Linked DNA regions of Sus scrofa: region 2 is linked to region 1. The links are chromatin contacts, called in public Hi-C maps. All regions are on one chromosome and are shown on one strand. The core of a region is the stretch at or near the end of the contact, and the rest is flanking DNA. Distances in the headings are between cores, read along the strand shown. Region 1 holds the start of MAMSTR (MEF2-activating motif and SAP domain-containing transcriptional regulator). Region 2 holds the start of PRMT1 (protein arginine N-methyltransferase 1).

Region 1 (4,548 bases), core at 1,259-3,758:
CCCAGTTTGCTGGTGAGGAGAGTGAGCACAGTGGCTCAGTAATGAGCGGTCTGGGGCCCTTGAACCCAAGCAGTCTGCTTGGTTCAGAGTCTCTGGTTTTAACCACCCTGGTGATTCTGTTGCCTAGATCTAGGTTAGGTTCAGAAATTTTCAAACAGAGGAGCTCCCGTTGTGGCTCAGTGGTTAACGAATCCAACCAGGAACCATGAGGTTGCAGGTTCGATCCCTGGCCTTGCTCAGTGGGTTAAGGATCCGGCGTTGCCGTGAGCTGTGGTGTAGGTTACAGACGTGGCTCGGATCTGGCGTTGCTGTGGCTCTGGCGTAGGCCAGCAGCCACAGCTCCAATTAGACCCCTAGCCTGGAACCTCTATATGCCACAGGAGCGGCCCAACAAATGGCAAAAAATTTTTAAAAATTTAAAAAATGAAAAAGAAATTTTCAAACAGATCCGAAAAGTAGCCATAGTAGATAACAACACCTCTGCACACAGTAACATAAATTAATGGTCAGTTTTGTTCTTCTCCACCCACACCTACCTCCCCATGTATTCTGAAGCAGACACATTTTTCTTTTTTAAAGCCGAGCGTGTGCCCTTTCCCCACCATCTCTTTGGTGACAACAGGCCTCACAGTGCCCAGAAGACACCGCACAGACACCACTGTCTACCCACTACATCCATGCCCTCTATGGAGGGCCTTCCTCAGGATCTCTCATCCCATTTTCCCACCAGGCTTCGTGGAGCAGCCTACGAACTGACCATCCCACACTGACCCCTGCTCAGCTCCACCATTTGCTCAGCCATTACCAGCTGGGTCCTGGCCGCGGGCCTCCACCTGCCTGGGATCCTCCCTCTGCAGAGCGGGATGCTGTGGACACAGGTGGGGAGAAATCGGGACACAGGCATTGGGACTGTCAGCTTTCTCTAGGTCCTGAGAACCTAGCAATCCACAGCCTTCTGATCAGGATTCTGGACCCAAACCCTTTCCTCCTCCCAGGATCTAAGTGCTGGATCCCAGGATACAGGATTCTCCTTCAGGATACAGGGGTTCAGCCCTCAGCCTCTTTCCCCCGCAAATTACCCCCTTCACCTAGGAGGCCAGATTCCAGGCCTCTCCACTCTAAGGAATCTGTGAAATGAAGTGCCCAGCCCTTCCTTACGGATCCAAGAACCCAACCAGGTCGCCCATTTCCCAGGCCACAGTGGCCTTGCATAGTCTGAACCACAATTCCCATGATGCTTGGGCACCCCAAGGGGAGCCTTTGTGGGGACCCTGCTACAGGAGTTGCTGGTGGGGGGTGTTAAGTTTTTCCTTCCTTCGGGTGTGACGCAGCCTCGGCTCTCCCCGACACTGCTGCCTCATGCCCATTTTCAGAGCTTAACTCCTTGTTCTTCGGTCTCATAGGGGACATCTTCGAAAGCTTCTCCTCCCACCCTCCCCTCATCCTGCCCTTGGGCAGCTCGCGCCTCTGCCTCACCGGTCCGGTGACCGACGACGCCCTGCATCGTGAATTGCGCAGGCTCCGCCGCCTCCTCTGGGACCTTGAGCAGCAGGAACTACCAGCCAATCATCGCCACGGACCTCCCGTGACCACGCCTCCTTGAACACCCATATCGAACGAACGCGCGAACCTTGAAAATTCCTTGGCTTCTAGCCACTAGAGCCCACCCGAGCGCAAAGCTTTCTGGGAATTGTAGTTTTTTTTCCCCCGCGTGGAATACTGGGAGTTTGAGTTCTGGAGTAGTAGAGGATGGGACAATGGGAAGATGGGTTTGGGATTTGAGTACCAGCAGCAATAAAGGTATCTGTCGGATTGGCAACGTCTCACTTGTTAAGACTTGGGAGCGGTGGTGATATTGATTTTCTGTGAAATGAGGCATCAGGGCCCTTGCCGGGAGTGTTGGGCTCCTGCCGAGTTCGCCGAGGTATTTATAGCCACGGCCTCAGCTTGCCCTCTTACATGTAATCCAACCCAGGAGCACGGGGGCCTCCCATGCATTTAAGGACAGGGCTTTAAACTTGTTCTGCCAAAGATCAGTCCTGCCAGTGGGAAATAGCCAACACTTGAAGGGTGACCTCCGAAGCCCATACTCCTCTCTCAGACCCAGGTGTCTGGGTTTCCAAGTCCCTTCTGGCCCTTTCTGCCTGTCGAGCACACCGATGAGTCAGTCTCAGCACCTCTTGTCCCTGTTCTGGAATCCCTCTTCCTTCACACCCGAGAGTACGGAGCTCCCAACCCACTCCTTCAGGCCCAGGAGTCCAAGTCCCCGGCCCTTTCTCTTCGAACGCAGAAATCAGGTCCCCAGCTCCCTCCTCCATCAGAACCAGGAATCCAGGGCTCCAGTTTGAACTTTTCACTCCCCTGAATCCGACTCCCGCTGCTGCGTCAGGGAAAAAGTAAGCGACAGGTGGCACCTGCCTGCAAGGCCGGGGCACGACCACCTGCCGCTGCTGCTCACCCTGAGCCCCTCTCCTGGCACCTGCTTCTGTCAGTCCGACCCCCGCTGCCCCGCCCCACTCCAGGAGGCGGAGGAGGAGGAGGCAGGAACCCCGACGTCAGTCCCGCCCCAGGCCCTCGCAGCCCGTGCTCCCGCCCCTTCTCGGGATGCCAGGAGGGGCTCCGGTCTCCCCCGCCAGCCTCCACCGCTCTCGACGCGCCCCCTAAAGGCTGGTGGGGCGGGGCCTGCGGCCTCTGGCTTAGATCGCGGGACTGAAGCGGCTGCAAAGCACGACTGCGCAGAGCCCACCTGGTGAGAAGCCCCTGGGGTGCGGGGTGGGAGGGGAACCCGCCCTAACTCTTCTGTCACCTCTCTGATCCCAGTCCCTTCCCCATCGACCGTGGTGGCTGACATCCACCCACGCCCTTCTAAAAAGCAGGAGGCAGAGACCATTCTGCTCCCCTGGGACCTGCCCTTGATCAAGGCTGTTGGTTAGATTTTAGGCCCCTCGGAGTATTGAGTTCCTGCCCTTCATCCCCTTTTCCTTCCTCCCCTTTCACAGATCTGGGGTCCAGGCCACCAGTGCCCTCCTTCTTAGGACCCAGGAGCCCCAGACTTCAGGTCCTTTCTCCCTCAGGCTCCAGGATTGGGGCCTTCAGCCCCTTCTCCCTCACACCCAGAAGTCCTGGTCCCCAGCCCTCTGGTCTCTCACACCCAGGAGTCTGGGCCCCCAGTCGCCTCCTTCCCCAGGATTCAGAAGATACCACTCAAGGCCTCCCCCTTCTCTAAGTTCCTTAGGCCCTTTCCCTGCTGTGTTCACATGCGGGGGACGCCTTCTGACCTCCACTCTGACCCTGCCTCCTGTGGGGGCCCTGCCCTCCCCAGTCCAGGTCCCCGACCAGCCTTGGCAATGACCCTGGCGGCTTCCTCCCAGCGCTCCCAAATCATTCGTTCCAAGTTCCGATCGGGTGAGAAGCTTCTCTCAATGAATGTAGGGGAGGGGTCCCCCGGTCCTGGGGACATAATCTGACTCTGGGAGTGTGCACGGCGGCGGTGAGATGGGAGGGGGGTGGTTACACCCAGGAGACATATGTTTTCTGTGCAAAAGATAATTTGTGTGTATAAAGGAAGCTCCAGCAAAGCAGTCGAGTTGTGGACAGTGAGTGTACAAATGGCTAGTGCGATGCTCACTCGAACAGTGGGGAGTAGACTTGGGGTGGGTGTGCAGAGGGCCGGTACCGTAAAGGCAGAGGGGTTTAAACTGATACTGTGCAAAGAGGAGGAGCACCCAGCGCTGGGACTTCAGAGTGCCCGGTGTGGAACTGTGGGTGAGGGAGGGGACAGTGAGTTGGGAAGCCTCGAAAGGGTCAAAGGGTGCACTGCATGTCCCAGCGCAGGTGGAAAGTGTGCACGTGGGGATACCTGGAAGTCAAGTCCTGAGTAGACAGCGTGCTTGAGTGTGCAAATAAGTGTGCTTCCATAGTTGGGTGGGTACAAAGATAAGAAAACCAAAGAGCAAGGAGTGTGCAAGAGTGTACTTGCACAAAGAGCAGAAATGTGCAAAGAGAGATCTTTGCTCCAAAACTGGGGGGGGGGGCAAATCATGAATGTGCAAATAAGTGTGTTCACGTGGCTGGGTGTGTGCCAAGACAACGAGCCAAGCATGAAGCGGGGCAAAGGGTACCAGTGGGCAAAAAGAGTGTAGGTGCAAAACCAGAGCCCCAGGAAATGCGTGTTTAAAGGTTGGTGTGCCAAGGGGGTGACTGAGGGGAGGTAGCACAGAAGGGTGTGTGCAAAACGGGGTGCACGGAGAAAAGGAGGCACGGGACAAACGCTAAGACGGCGAGGATGGGTGGGCATGGCTGGTGAGGGGGCAGGTGGAGCCGGGGGCAGGGCCGCCTCCCACCCACACGCTGCCTGGCTCCCAGCCCCAGAGCGGCTCTGGCCTTCAGCGCTGTGCTGGCAGGGAGCAGGCAGAAGGCCCGGGAAGGGAGCCGGCTGCCCGCCCACCCGCAGCCTGCGCTCTCGGGGTGTGTAAGGGGGCTGGGCACGTGGTCCCAGCAACAACTGCAGCTCACACCCGCCTGCCAGGCCGGGCTCTTGGACACTCC
Region 2 (4,536 bases), core at 697-3,196, 660 kb before region 1:
TTAGGTGACACTTCCTGACACACACCCGCATCCTGGGTGCCCTAAGTAGCTGGGGGAGGGGGGCTGGCAGGGTGTACCCACTGGGCATCTGCCACCACTGCAAACCAGTCTCTTGTCTGAGAGGATTCCAGAAAGGAGGTGTGGCACAAGGCACCCCCTCGAGAGCTGGCAGCCCGGCCCCTGGCTGCTGCCTTGGACTCAGCCAAGTCCCAAACAAAGCCAGTTAGAGCCAGTCGCCCTGATTATTACCCTCTGCCGGGGGAGGCCAGACCCAGGACCCTCAGCCCATCTGCCCACATTCAAACAACCGCCGCGGCAGGCCCTGAAACTCCCCAGGTGCGGGGCCAAGTCCTGGGGCAACCTCTGGGGAAGCGCTTTCCTCCACCCACACGGGCCCTGGCCCAGGAGAGAGCCGAGGGGGGCAGGAGTCATTGGAGTGACCCCTGGGAGCTCCCCTCCATTCCAGAGAGGGCTACAAGGTACCGGGCCAGAGTACAGAGGCCCCGCCGGATCGCATCTCTTCCAGATGTACCCACCCGTCAGGCTCCGAGAAGCGTGAAACCACAGACAGAAGCCCCCTGGGCTCCAAGCCCCACCTCCATTCTCCCAAACCCGTGAACACGCGGAAAAAGGAGGGCGGCCTGTGCGGGGATTTCCCGCTGGGTCCTACTTCTCAGCACCGACACCTCCGCCAGGCAGGCCCCCGGAGGGCCTGAAACTCAGCACCGGAACCAGCCTCACACGCCTGCACGAGAACCAAACCTCACGGAACACCGTTTAAGGCATCCACGCTCCGGACCCTCACACAGGGCTTCAGGAAGGGGGAGGTTTCACTCCCACCCTCACAAATGCCCTGGGGAGAGAAACGGAGCAACGTTCGCGGCCTCTAGTCCCTCAGATCCCCTTCCCAAGACAGACTCTCTCTCCCCTCGCCTGGAAGGCTCCAGCGGGGAGGTGGGCTTTGGGACACGCCCCATGAAAAAGAGGTCCCTCCCACACAGCAGAAATGGCCACAAGGGGGTGCACGACGCCTTTTCGGGAAGGACCTCCTTCTGCTAGATGCCCCCCCCCAACCAGAGGGAGGTCACAGGGGCATGCTCCACCCCCCCCCGCCAGCTCCCCAAGCCCCGGGCGGGGGAGAATCCATCGACAGGAAACTGGGGTGGGAGGGGGGCCCAGAGGGAACCAATTCGTCTTCCTCCAATCCCAATTCAAGAATGCACGAAACCTGGACCGATGCCTAAGCAGATGCCCCGCTCCCACAAAGGGTTTGTTCAGGGTCAAGATACATCGGCCCTCCCAAGAGACTCTTTACTTGGCGGAGCCCCTAAGTCAGTCCCACCCCGAGATGCTTGTCACGATCCCCGGGGAGGAGGGCAGGGGGCCTCAGAGGGAGGGTCGGAGCCTCCTCCCCGCCCCCCCTCAGGGCGCCCCTCCCCCGACCGGGGGCGGGGCCTTTGTCCCGCACGTGGAGGCCGCCCGGCCGGCGGGCACGGCACACCCCCTCCCCACCCACCGCGCTGCGGCCACGTGGGGACCAGGCCGGAAGCGCCCCCAGCCCTTCTCATCGTGGGAGGGGGCACGAGACCCTCGATTCTAGGGGGTGCCACAGGCGCTCGAAAGCTAGGGAACCCGCACCTCAAACGGCATCCCGGATCCGGAGCATGCGGCGCCCCCTCCGTACGACTAAAGGATTTCAACCCCAATCCGGCGACTCAGAGCCCCTTCCCCACGACGGAGGCATAAAACGCTGACCCTCAAACTGCCCCCCGCCCCCGACGGCGCTCCAGGCGCTCACCTCCATGATGCAGTTCGCGGCCTCGGCTGCCGCCATCTTCACCCGCACCTACTCCTCCTCCGGCCGCCGAGACCCCCCCCTTCTCCGCACTCCCCCGGGACCGCCTTATACCGGAGGGTCCACGGCCCGCCCACCGCGACCCCGCCAGGAGATCTCATTGGTAACGGAGGTGACCCGTCTGGGAATACCGCTTTGCAATTGGGCTAAAAAGACGCCCATCAAAATTGAGGAGACCGCCCAGTCTGGCGTCCAGAACCCCGCCCCTTTAGGTCGACCGGGATGGGAGGGACTGCCTGTCTATCGCAAGAAGTGCGACAGGTGATTGGGCAAAGTCAACAGGGAGTTCCCGCCCCTTTCCCCTCAGCACCGCCTTCAAGCTTCCCGGCGGACCCCGCGCCAAGCGGACATCTTGAAACAGAGCAGTCTATCACAAAAATGACCCGCCTCTTGATGGCTGCTATTGGTTTATCAGCTGTTGTGACGTCACGAAGCTTTTGGCCGGCCTCAAGGAGAACGTGACGATTGGCCCACGAAAAAGGAAGGCAGGGCTTTAGGCTCCAGCGATTGGCTCAATAGAACTGTCAGTCATCGCCCTTTTGATGGCTTCTCCCAGCCGGAGGGGCGGGCACTCAGGAGGAACGAAGGAGCTTGTGCCCATTTTCCTGAAGGAAAACTGACCCAACGAGAGGCCCAAAGAGAGGGAGTTCATGTCTGGGGTCCCGAAACAAATCAGGAATGGGGCTCGGGCGTCAAGGTATTTAACCCCTGGCCCGCTACTTAATTGTTCCATGTTTTTTAAACCCAGTGACCCCACTCAAGCCACTTTGCTTTTTGCCAAGTCCACCCCTGCAGGTAACACACGCCCCCTTTTTCTGTCCAACTCCTTTGTCAGTCAGGGCGCCCTTTAGCTGCCACCTCCTCCAGGGAGCCTTCCTAAACCTGCAGGAAAATTACGTACTGAATGAAGATGAGTGCCACTGGCAGAATATATGCATCACCCCAGAAAGTTCTTTCATGACCTTTTCTATTCAACATCTCCCCACCCAACCCCAGAAACCATCACTTTCTGTGTTGTCACCGTCACGCATCTTTTCCATGTCTAAAATTTCGTAAAAATGATAAAAACATTTTTGTAAAAATGTAATTACAGTATGTACACAAGTGTTTGTCTTCTTTTACTGAGCATAATGCTGTTGAGAATCATTCATGTCACACCTAGCAGTTGTCCAGTCCTTTTCATGGCTGAGGAGTAGTCCATTGAATCCATGGGTTACATTTTCCTCTTGATGGGTATGTGGGTATGTGGGTGGTTTCCAGGATAGGGCTGTTAGGAATAGAGTGGCTGTGAACCATCATGACCAAGGCTTTCTCTGGATCTATGTTTTCCCTTTTCCTGGGTAAACTGAGAACACAGCTGGGTCATATGCTAGGTGTATCTTTCTAAGAAACTGCCAAAGTTCCCCTCTGTATTGTAGCATGTTGCATTCCCATCCGTGACCCATGAACGTTCTGTGGGCTCCACATCCCCTCCAGCACTTCAAAAAATCAACCTGTAATTTTAAGAGTCTTGTAGGTATAAACCGATTAGCTCATTTGCATTGCCCTCATCACCACGGCTGTTTAGCCTCCTTTCACCTGCCTTACTGGCCATCTGTGTATCTTCTGCCAGGGTCTACTCAAGTCTTTGGTGTATTTTTAACAAGCAGTGCTGTTTTCCCTTTTCTTTTCTTTTCTTTTTTTTTTTTTTCGGCCACAGCCAAGGTATAGAGAAGTTTCCAAGCCACAGCAGTTACACCAGCCATAGCAGTGACAACACAGGATATTTAATCACTAAGCCACCAGGGAACTATTTTTTTCTAATATCCAACCGTTTTAAGCCAATCAATTACTTTTGCATTGTGTTGCTAAGAACGAGATATTATAATAAATTCTCAATGTCAGGTTTTGGGTTTTTTTTGGAGGGGGGGCACACCTGCAGCATATGGAGGTTCCCAGGCTAGGGGTTGAATCAGAGCTGTAGCCGCCGGCCTACACCACAGCTCACAGCAATGCTGGATCCTTAACTCTCTGAGCGAGGCCAGAGATGGCACCTGAGTCTTCATGGATACTAGTCACATTTGTTACTGCTGAACCACAATAGGAATTCCCTCAAGGTAAGTTGTTGTAAAGGAGATGGCACTGGGGAGAGATAAAGGGGCAGAGTATAGAGGGAAGAGGTCTGAGTTGGAGGTAAAACCAGGGGAGTTGTCAGGGTCAAATTTTGCATTTTCAAAAAAGGCAGCCACACGGGACAACAGAGCAATGGACCACGGCAAGTCTCAACTGAGATGTGTTATGGCTATTAAACCCACACCAGATTCTGAAAACTTCTTATTAAAAAGGAGTCTGTAATATTTTAATATTTTATACTGATCACGTTAAAATGATTCTGTTTTGGATAAATGGGGGAAAAAACGTGTTATAATGAATTCACCTGTTACTTTTCACTTGGCTTTTTTTTTTTTTTTTTTTGGCCCTGGCATGAGGCATATTGCTGTGGGATCTCAGTTCCCAGACCAGGGTTTGAACCCGGGCCGCAGCGGTGAAAGCACCAAATCCTTACCACTAGACCACCAGAGAACTCCCACTTTTTAGTTTGCTTTAATGAGGCTATTCATGCATTCTAAATAATGCATATGGCTCATCTTCTATTTCTGTTGGCCAGTGATGCTAATAGGCTACGGAATGGTCAAGATTAC

What was found. Hi-C and Micro-C count contacts between places; a contact is called where the count stands out from the background.
Region 2: a contact with region 1 is called in a Hi-C map of heart right ventricle, with 3 times the contacts expected there. The contact joins the promoter of PRMT1 here to the promoter of MAMSTR in region 1. A contact is called at or near these places in 1 of 47 Hi-C or Micro-C datasets (heart right ventricle) and 1 of 2 datasets of contacts at active chromatin or transcription factors (alveolar macrophages).

The regions. Positions count from the first base shown.
Region 1 is chr6:54,056,019-54,060,566 of Sscrofa11.1, reverse strand. It overlaps MAMSTR (MEF2-activating motif and SAP domain-containing transcriptional regulator), which reads left to right and starts at 2,508. Exons shown (of 9, transcript XM_021094689.1): 1 at 2,508-2,749; 2 at 3,228-3,405. The coding sequence starts at 3,258. It overlaps RASIP1 (ras-interacting protein 1), which reads left to right. Exons shown (of 13, transcript XM_003127281.5): 12 at 731-878; 13 at 1,404-1,819. The coding sequence ends at 1,603. All of the region lies in intron 1 of LOC102161741 (a long non-coding RNA gene), which reads right to left.
Region 2 is chr6:54,716,255-54,720,790 of Sscrofa11.1, reverse strand. PRMT1 (protein arginine N-methyltransferase 1) reads right to left here and starts at 1,946. Exons shown (of 9, transcript XR_002344722.1): 1 at 1,799-1,946.